Regions from separate parts of the Mus musculus genome. Here region 2 is linked to region 1. The links are chromatin contacts, called in public HiChIP or PLAC-seq maps. All regions are on one chromosome and are shown on one strand. The core of a region is the stretch at or near the end of the contact, and the rest is flanking DNA. Distances in the headings are between cores, read along the strand shown. Region 1 has its middle 28 kb from the start of Gm38577. Region 2 has its middle 52 kb from the start of Gm11426.

The links. HiChIP or PLAC-seq counts read pairs in DNA pulled down with a chosen protein or histone mark.
Region 2: a contact with region 1 is called in a RAD21 HiChIP or PLAC-seq map of pro-B cells, with 10 times the contacts expected there. The contact joins two enhancer-like sites. A contact is called at or near these places in 1 of 15 datasets of contacts at CTCF or cohesin (pro-B cells), 1 of 484 Hi-C or Micro-C datasets (nephron progenitors) and 1 of 115 datasets of contacts at active chromatin or transcription factors (large pre-B cells).

Annotation. Positions count from the first base shown.
Region 1 is chr11:82,356,690-82,361,667 of GRCm38.p6, reverse strand. No RefSeq gene overlaps it. Among named protein-coding and RNA genes, the nearest start is that of Gm38577, 28 kb to the left of the region's middle. Within about 2 kb of position 1,922, at least 11 of the 459 cell types and tissues checked have an H3K27ac peak or open chromatin away from gene starts, as enhancers often do. A contact at or near this core is called in pro-B cells, where this site is marked.
Region 2 is chr11:82,682,981-82,687,958 of GRCm38.p6, reverse strand. No RefSeq gene overlaps it. Among named protein-coding and RNA genes, the nearest start is that of Gm11426, 52 kb to the right of the region's middle. Within about 2 kb of position 3,043, at least 35 of the 459 cell types and tissues checked have an H3K27ac peak or open chromatin away from gene starts, as enhancers often do. A contact at or near this core is called in pro-B cells, where this site is marked.

The sequences.
Region 1 (4,978 bases), core at 673-3,172:
GGGTCCTTGGCTTACCATTCATCTGGAAGAGTTTGCAGCACCCTCTTCCACAGGAAGCAGACAGAGTGCTTGACTCAGAGCCCTCCTATTAGCCTTCCCTACTAAAGTTCCTCTTTGGTCCTCTCAGGCGTCCTGTCCTGGTCCCTTCACTGGACGTTAAGATCAATGTTAGTAGAGGAGATTCAGGACACGCACCAGCGCCTTTAGCATCTCGTTGGACGAATGCAAGGGAGAGATGAAGTTCCCAGAGTTAGAACTGGGAGATACTTGGAAGCTGCCTCAGTCTTTCAACAGTCTATTGGCCTACTCCTCCTTATCCCCGAGAGTGCCTGCACGGTCAGTTCCTCTGGAGAGGTCTTCCTTACCCTCTCAGTCAGAGAAGATGCTCCCCCCCCAACCCCCCCGCCACCTCACCACCGCATCACCAGGCATGCTGCAAATCCTGTGGTGCTCGGGATGGAGATCATAGCTCATTCACACTGTTGCTCATGGGTGGTTTGTTTGCTTTGTTGTCTTATTTTTTTGAGAGGTGGAAAGTGCTTGCTCTCTCAGGTAGATTGACTTGTTCATGTTACCAAGGTAGCACTTAACCATATGCTACAGTGTCTTCACAAAACCATGCTATTTGTTGTTGTTGTTTACCTTAAGAATCATGTTTTGTTTAAGAACTCTGTGATGTCTTGTGAGGTCCAGCCCCCGTGTAAGGTCATGTCTATTGTGTTGGTCTGAAGAATCACTGAGGGGTTTTTAAACATGACTGAAGTAAGGCTGTGACAAAAATCAGAATTAAGTAGAGTGACTCTTCTGTGTCCCTGTTACCCAGTATTCCTTCAGGACTTAAAGCCAGGAGTCCTGGATAAAGTTCACAATGGGGCACTAGGCATGCTCTTACTAGAAAAACTGTGTTGCTTTGTAAATTAATAGTTTTGGAAAATGGGAAAAAAGTCAGTTAAAGTTCAAACCTTGCTACTACAACTCCTCTGAATTCTGTGTTCCCAGGGGCAGAAGCCAATAGACATAGGTGAAATTCTCGAGTAATTTTTGCCAATGGACACCGGTTAAGATGTCCCCAGTGCCCGCGGTTATCTGTTGGATGTGTCCTCAGCTCTGAGCCAGCATCTTAGGTGCTCGTCAGTTCTTTCTAGTGGTTGCTCATACGACCATTTTAGTCCCCCAGGGTTAAATGTCCATCAGCCAACATTTATGGAGGACCTACTACGTGCTATGTTCTGTGCATTTGCTGCTTCCTGAAGGCACAATTCAGAATATTATAATCCTGTAGGAGGCAAATAGGTAAATCCTGGAGTGCCTGGAGCCATGGTCGGCCTCTAAACGGAGACAAAAATTTTGAACTTTTGAACAAGTTGAAGTTTACAAGTGTTGAACAGAAAACCACACACAGGGTCACCATCCATATCCCTAGCTCTAGGGAATTTTCTTTGGATGTGGGTGGAGAGGAAATTCTCTGGGGTCCCAGAGCAGGATGACTTGTGTATCTCAAGTGACACCTTTGTTTTCTCGTCCCTACATTTTATAACTCCAAGGATTTCTCCTTTTGCATTGGCTGCTAGGAAGCTCCTATGCAAACGTATGGCTGAATTCCAGCAAAAGCCTCAGAAATCTTGGCAAATATTTTGAGTGTTAACTTGGGCACACTTTCATCTCCTCCATCATCTCCCTGTCCTCGAATACATCACTTTCACTGTGAGCTCCACTGGCCTTCTCACATCATTTTTGGAACAAGATGGGGTGCCTATGACTGGGTAACCAAACAGATACTTCCTCAGTGTCCCCAAGGGGCCCGATTCTATTTTAGCATTTGTCACAGTTATTGTAATTGCTTGTTTACACATTTGACTCCTCCACTGGGCCACCTGGTTTCCCTGCAGCTGGGCTCCTCTGCGTGACTGAACACCCACCCCAGGGTGGGCTGCTGCATCACCAACAGCCTACACCTGTCCTACATATTGGAAGAGTGCATGGGCTCAGAGCCAGCTGCAGCGTTTCCCAGCATCTTGCCTGCCCTGATAGATGTCATCCAGGGACCACACTGAGGAACAGGCAGGGCCAGTTAGGATGTGAAGAATGCGAGGAGCCAGAGAGTACCTTCAGTCAGTAGACGGGGGCCCTAGAACTGGAGGGAGAAGAATACCACTATGCACTGTCCTGTCTCAATTATTTCTACTGGCTTTGTTCTTGGTCCCTTCCAAGCACCCTGCCTTAATTGGGGTTTTTATTGCTTGGAAGAGACACCACAACCAAGGCAACTCTTTTTTTTTTTTTTTTTTTTTTCGAGACAGGGTTTCTCTGTATAGCCCTGGCTGTCCTGGAACTCACTCTGTAGACCAGGCTGGCCTCGAACTTAGAAATCCACCTGCCTCTGCCTCCCGAGTGCTGGGATTAAAGGCGTACGCCACCTACATATTGCCCGGCCCAAGGCAACTGTTATAAAGCAAACCATTTACTCAGGGGCTTGCTCACAGTTTCAGAGACAGTTATATGTTGGGAAACATGGCAGCACACAGGCAAGTGTGGTGTTAGAGAAATAACTGAGACCTTTACGTCCTTAGGCAGCAGGGAGGGAGAGAGGAAGGGAGGGAAGGAGGGAGGGGAGAGAGAGAGAGAGAGAGAGAGAGAGAGAGAGAGAGAGAGAGAGGACTTGGCATGGGCTCCTGAAACCTCAAAGCCCACCTCTAGTTCCACAACTCCTCCAACAAGGCCACACCTCCTAATACATCCCTGACAGCTCGTCAGCTGCGGACTAAGCATGCCTATATATGAGCCTATGGTGGCCAGCCTTGTTCAAACCACCACACCTACTTTGCTACTTGGATGTGAATAATCACTCACCAGGATCCCAAGGCTATTTTTCCAGGTTGTTCATGTCTCACATACCAGGAGTTTGGCTTGGAACATTCTCTCTACCACTTCCCCAACTCATGAGATAGAAATGGGCAGTGGGGAGAGAGAGAGAGAGAGAGAGAGAGAGAGAGAGAGAGAGAGAGAGAGTGAGAGAGAGAGAGAATTGATTTTTTTCAATTGCTGGTAGAACAAGTCTGAAACCCCAGTCACCAGAGAGGCAGAAATGAAAGGATGTGTTTTTAAGGCCAGCTTGGGCATCTTAGTGAAACTCAAGTTTAGTGAAATTTAAAAATATTTACATGGTGTGTGTGTGTGTGTGTGTGTGTGTGTGTGTGTGTGTGTGTGTGTACAAGTACCATGATACATATATGGAGGCCGGAGGATAACTTTCAAGAGTTGGTTCTTTTCTCTCATGTGTCTGCTAGCTTAGCTACAAGCACCTTTTTCCACAGACCCATCTTTTTACCCACCCCCAATCTTTTTATCTTTAATGGGCCAGGGATCTAACTCAGTGGTAGAGTATTTGCCTAGTGTGTACAGGGCCCTGAGTAGAATCCACAGCACCACAAAACAAACACACAAACCAAATCCCCAAACACCTCCCCAACCAAAAAAAGCGAACAAATAAACTCAACCAACCAACCAACCAACAACCAACCAAATAAATAACCCCAAGGAAAAGCTGAATCAGGAATGTGATGCAAGCTGCTTCTCTCTCTGCCTAGGGTGAGGGTTCTGAGCTCTGGGAGAGCCCAGTAAGGGAGCTGGTAGGGAAGTGTCCAGCGTGAGGCCATTTACCCAGTCCTGGTCATGCCTCCATTCTCTGCCCCTGCCCTGGGCCTCCTTCAGCCAGGCAGAGAATTTGCTTTGATGGAAGAAAAAAGGTGGGGATGAGTGAGAAGAATGGAGCTTCAAGGGGGTCCAGGTAATTCTTTTGTAAGGTAGAGGAGCCCAAAATGCCCAAAACAGGAACCACAAAACCTAGTGTCTTCAGAGACCCTGCTGTAGAAGAGGAGGACATCTTTAGGAGTATCTAATCTTTTAACATTGTAATACAATGTTAAATACAATGTTGCCATTTACAGAATTCAAGTTCAAGAAGTGCTCAGTTGAGTAAATAAATAAATTAAAAAAAAATAAAAATCCCTAAATAACCTGTTGATGTTAGATCCACTTTCTACGCATTCCTAGCTTTTCCCAGCCTCACAAGGTCTACAGGTTGGACCACTACATCCACTGACTGCCCTAGAGACTGGGACTGTGAAGATGCCAGCTCTTCCAGGATTTTATTTCTCAAGAGAAGCTGGAAACTCAATGTTTATGTGAAATCCAGATTTGCACATGTTGACAACTAATTCAAAAATTTAGAAGCTGTGTGCATACAATGTGTAGATTTTATTTGGATCCTGATTCAAACCACCAGTATTTTTTTAAAGACATTTTAGAGACAATTAGGGGAATTTAAACACATACAAGATACACGACACTAATAAGGAGTGATGTCTCGTTTTGTTAGGGTGATAATGGTTTTGAGGCTGTTTTGTTTAAAAAAATCCTTCTCTGTTAGAGAGATATACTGAAGTATTTATGGGTGGAATAATGGGATGTCTAGATGTGCTTTAAAGTATTTCAGAAACAAAGAGATGTGTGTCAGGGGACAGATGACATGGGTTGACAAGAATGGTGACGGTTATTGGAGCTGGCAGGTGGGTGCACACAGGCTCATCATGCCTGTATCTTCTCTGGGTGTGCTTGCAAATGTCATTAAAGAATCAGGGCCCTGTTTGCACTGAGTGAAATCTTGCCAGTTATTGGGATCTTTTCTCCTCAGTCCATCATTATTCTGCCTCTAGCCTCACAGAGATTTCAGAGCATCAGTAATGTGAGAAACTCTGGAGTGAATGTAGGTCAGGGTTTGGCCATCTTCTACCTGGGAGCCAAAGCTGGCATCCCACCTGTTTGTTTGTTTGTTTGTTTGGTTGGTTTTGTGTCAATAAAGCTTTATTGACACAAAACCATGTGCCTTTGTCCATGGCTTATCTGAGAACAATAATAGCAGAATATAGGAGTCTGATGGCCCTAAAGCCAGGTCAGTAGCCACCTCTAGTATGAGTTC
Region 2 (4,978 bases), core at 1,794-4,293, 330 kb before region 1:
CAGCAAGCCTCTCATGAGTCTTTAGGCCCTGGGAGCCTACCCTAGATGTGTGAAATGTGGGGGAGGGTGGCTGAGTTGCAGAAGAGGAGGCAGTGGGCAATTTAGGAAGGATTTGGGAGAGATGCTTGTTGCTAGGTGACCAGCAGGGGCTGGTTAGGAAGGAGAGGTGGCACTAAACTGTGGTGAGCCTGGTCTCTACCTTTTTAACTCTAGGGTGAATCCTGTCCCCTGGAGAATCCTAGTTTGCTTTCTCCTCTCCCTCTTCCTGTGTCCCTTCATCTAGTGTCATCAAGAATATGTGTGTGCAGAGATGTGACAAAGACTCAGGCTATTGGCAGGTTTTAACGTTCCTTTATGGATATTTTCAGTTTGTGTGTGAGTGGGTGAGTTTCTGAGTGTGGAGTTCCTGCATGTGAGGACTGTGGTGGCTTTCCTGTTGCATGCTTTTCATGGACCATGTACACCCTGCATCCTTAACATTGCTCATGGCCATCATTTTCATGAATATTTATGGCCACCCTGGGAAGTTAGCAATTACAGTCCCCTTTCCCATTTCTGACATATTCTTTTTTTTTTAATTTTTTAAATTAGATATTTTTTTCATTTACATTTCAAATGCTATCCCAAAAGTCCCCCATAACCCCCACCCCCACTCCCCTACTCACCTACTCCCACTTCTTGTCCCTGGCGTTCCCCTGTACTGAGGCATATAAAGTTTGCAAGACCAAGGGGTCTCTCTTCCCAATGATGGCCGACTAGGCCATCTTCTGCTACATATGCAGCTAGAGACACGAGCTCCAGGGGGTACTGGGTAGTTCATATTGTTGTTCCACCTATAGGGTTGCAGACCCCTTTAACTCCTTAGGTACTTTCTCTAGCTCCTCCATTGGGGGCCCTGTGTTCCATCCAATAGCTGACTGTGAGCATCCACTTCTGTGTTTGCAGGCACCGGCATAGCCTCACAAGAGACAGCTATATCAGGTCCTTTCAGCAAAATCTTGCTGGTGTATGCAATGGTATCAGCGTTTGGAGGCTGATTATGGGATGAATCCCCGGGTGTGGAAGTCTCTAGATGGTCCATCCTTTCATCTCAGCTCCAAACTCTGTCTCTGCAACTCCTTCCATGGGTGTTTTGTTCCCAATTCTAAGAAGGGGCAAGTGTCCACACTTTGGTCTTCGTTCTTCTTGAGTTTCATGTGTTTTGCAACTTGTATCTTGTATCTTGGGTATTCTAAGTTTCTGGGCTAATATCCACTTATAATTGAGTACATATCATGTGAGTTCTTTTGTGATTGAGTTACCTCACTCAGGATGATACCCTCCAGGTCCATCCATTTGCCTAGGAATTTCATAAATTCATTCTTTTTAATAGCTGAGTAGTACTCCAATGTGTAAATGTACCACATTTTCTGTATCCATTCCTCTGTTGAGGGACATCTGGGTTCTTTCCAGCTTCTGGCTATTATAAATAAGGCTGCTATGAACATAATGGAGCATGTGTCCTTCTTACCAGTTGGAACATCTTCTCGATATATGCTCAGGAGAGGTATTGCGGGATCCTCTGGTAGTACTATGTCCAATTTTCTGAGGAACCACCAGACTGATTTCCAGAGTGGTTGTACAAGCTTGCAATCCCACCAACTACATTTCTGACATATTCTTACTAGGTAACCGAGGCTAAACTAAGCAGTAGTCCTTCTTCTTCAGTATCCCAAGAACTGGGATTATAGGTATGTGGCATCATGCCTGCATCTATACATTCATGTTGCAGATCAAAACAAAACAACAACAACAAACAAAAAACCCCACCCAAACAAGTTCAAAGAATTTGAATGTCTGAGGTGTTTATGTAAAAAGTATTTAAGAGCTAGAATTTGAACTCAGGTCTCCCTATTTACTTGGGCACTAGGTACTATTCTGGAGGGAGGGTTCTTGGCTTGATGAAGTTGTCTCTGGTCTCAGGAGAAAGGTGGATACAGGGACTAGGCATTTGTCTTGTCTCAGCAAGTTGCTTGTGACTCATTCCTTGACCTTAGGCCAACCCCTTGCCTTCTCTGGGCTTCATGGCTCTAACATGCTAACCTGTGAATGGCCCTGCTGAGCAGATATCCTATGGCTTTTCCTAAGAAGGGGTCCTTGTCCATGGCTATAGCCCCACTACCATAGATATGGGGGCTCTGAAAGACCCTGCCTTAGCTAAGGGCAGAACAGCTCTGGGAACTCCCCAAGACAGAGCCAGGAGAAAGTCCATATATTTTTTTCTTTTTGGTGATTCCCAGACTGAAGGAGCCAGATCCACACTGTGGCTGGTGTCAGAATACAAGGGGGGGTGCCTACCTCTGTATGGAGAGAGCCCCTCCCCACCCCACCCCCACTGGGAGGAGAAATCTGAGATGCAGACAGGGAAACTGATTTACCTGCCCTGTACATCAGAGCTAGCCTCTTAGCAAGTTCCAGGCCAGCCTGGACTACATGAGACCCTCTCTCAAAAATATAAAACACAGCCACACAAGATGGCCCGGTGGATCTGAGTGTTTACAATGTAAGCCTGATTATCTGAGTTCCACCTCAGAACTCACATTTAAAAGGCTGCACGTGGTGGCAAGCATCTGTAATCCTAGAATACATTTAGAGAGATGTGAGGTGGAGTCAGGAGAATCTCCCTGAAGCCTGAGCACCAGTTAGCCTGGACTATACCCTCCACGTGATAGAAATACCAAGACACCCTGTTTCAACAAGGTAGGGGGAGAGAACCGACTCCCAAAAGTTCTCTAAGAAGGGATCCTTGTCCATGGCTTCTTAACCTCCTCACATATCGTGAGCATGCCCACCATGCTAACAATGATAAATAAATACATAAATAGTATACGCAACCAACAAAAAGCCCGAGGCTGGCCTCACGGGAAAGGACAGCCATCTCCAGACTGGAGCTGGCTCTGAAGCAAGGGCTAGAGGTTTTACTGTTGATTGGGCCCAGGCTCCTTGCTGCAGATTATGTTCCAATGGTGCAAAAGAGCAGCTGGCTTGAGTTTGAGGAAACCGGGCTTTGGGCCAACAGAAGCACAGGCATTTGTCTTGCGGAGATGCGCTCTGTGCTGTGCTGTGCTATGCTGTGTTGTGCATCCCTGACCTGCAGCTTTCAGTGTCTGTTACCCAAAGACTCCTTTTCCACACCTGCTCTGCCCTATTTTCTCCTGTAATGGTGCCCTGTGCACATCTCTTTCTGCCCTGGACAACCAGGCCTCCAGCCAGGCTTCGGGACTCAGCTTGAGAAATCTTGCTGCAGCAGGAGAGCTCTTGGTTGGATCTCTGAAAGTACTTCTAGACCACTGGAGGCTACGAGATGGATGGGACCACAGAGTCAGCAGTCCAGGGCGGGAAAGGGGTATGTCTTCTCTGGCAGTGTCCTGACAGTGCTGGGTGAGAGATCTGACTCTGTCCAAGTTCCACATCCTAATTCGGGGTTTAGAAACTCCCGGCCCCACCCCAGATCTAAGTTCTCTCTTGACATCATTTAAGTGGATTTCTCTCTGCCTCAGGGTGAGGTTGAGGATCATGGAGATAATCCAGCAAAGAAATCCTACACAGCCCACACCCTATCCCGGTGCGGAGGAGATTTCAGCCGCAGAGCCCAGAGACCTCCTTCTCCAGCTGCCTGTTGGGGGCAGCCTTGTCCCACGCACCCTCTGCAGATCCTCTAGTGGAGACCACTGGCTCCCAGGGTTAGGTGGGGGCTCTAGCAGGTGGAAGGAGAAGGGCAGGGTCCCTTACTCCCTTCCCAAGTCACATAGGAGGGAAGTAGATCTTGGCCTTTGGGGCTCAGGGCATTCTGGGTGTTGGGCTGTGTATCTAGGGAATCCAGAGGTCCAGTTTTGTGCCCCAGGGAAAGGCCCTCTTCCAGACCTTGGAGCTTCTGGTGCCTGTCTACAGCTACATTAGGCCTCTCTCAGGTATGGCCTTGGAAGCAGATGGCAGCAGCAGATGGCTGCCTGGGTGGAGAGAGAGGGAAGTGCCACCCTAGCGTACACAGAGCAAGGTGTCAGCTCACTGCCCGTGCCCAGTTACTAGTGCTAGAGGGGCGTGGGATCTGGGTAGGCAAGGCAGGTGGCGGCTGGGGAGTAAGGGGTAGAGGGTGGGAGGGTTGGGATCGAAGCAATAGGGAAGCAGGATTAGCCAACATGGCTGTAGCCGGCTCAGCTCACTGGTAATTTACTTATCCTCTCTGTGCCTTGGTTTCCTCAGTTATAGAGTCAGGGACATCAATCACACTTAGAGGGCCACTGTGAGGGCAAGGGAAGGACCATAAAGCCCTACAGTAGTGCTGCCGATGCCAGCAGAATTGTATCCAGTGTCACTATTCCTTATACCCGCACACCCTGGGCTCCTTACAGAGGAGCTGCCTGGAGTACCCAGGAGTCACGCCTCTCCTTGGATGGGCACATAAAAGCTTCAGACATGGAGGTGCAGGTGTCATGCAGAATTGCTCAGAATCCTGGCATCTCTTATGCACGTAAGAATGTCTACAATGTATGCTTTTTCAGAAAAATTATTTTCTACGTATGAGTGATTTGTCTGCATGTGCACTGCATGCATGCCTGAGGAAGTCAGAAGAAGGCATTGGATTCCCTGGTCCTGGAGTTACAGATGGCTGCGAACCACCATGTAGGTACTGGGAACTGAACTCTCAAGTCCTCGGCTGGAGCAACAAGTGCTCTTCAGTTCTGAAAGCTCTCCAGGGTTTCTGAGATAGAGTCATGTAGCCCAGGCTGACCTCAAACTTGTAGTACTCCTCTGCTACCACCTCCAAGTGCCGAGCCTTATAAGCATGTGCCATTGCACTGGGTCCTGTCCCTTTTCTTAAAAGTGGCTCTTAAGTTCTCTCCAGCATGTGTGAGAGCCCGAGTACATACTTCTCTCAGGCAGGTGCCTCTAGCCTCCCGCGCTGAGCCAGAGAAGATGGCTCTCCTCCTCATTCCTT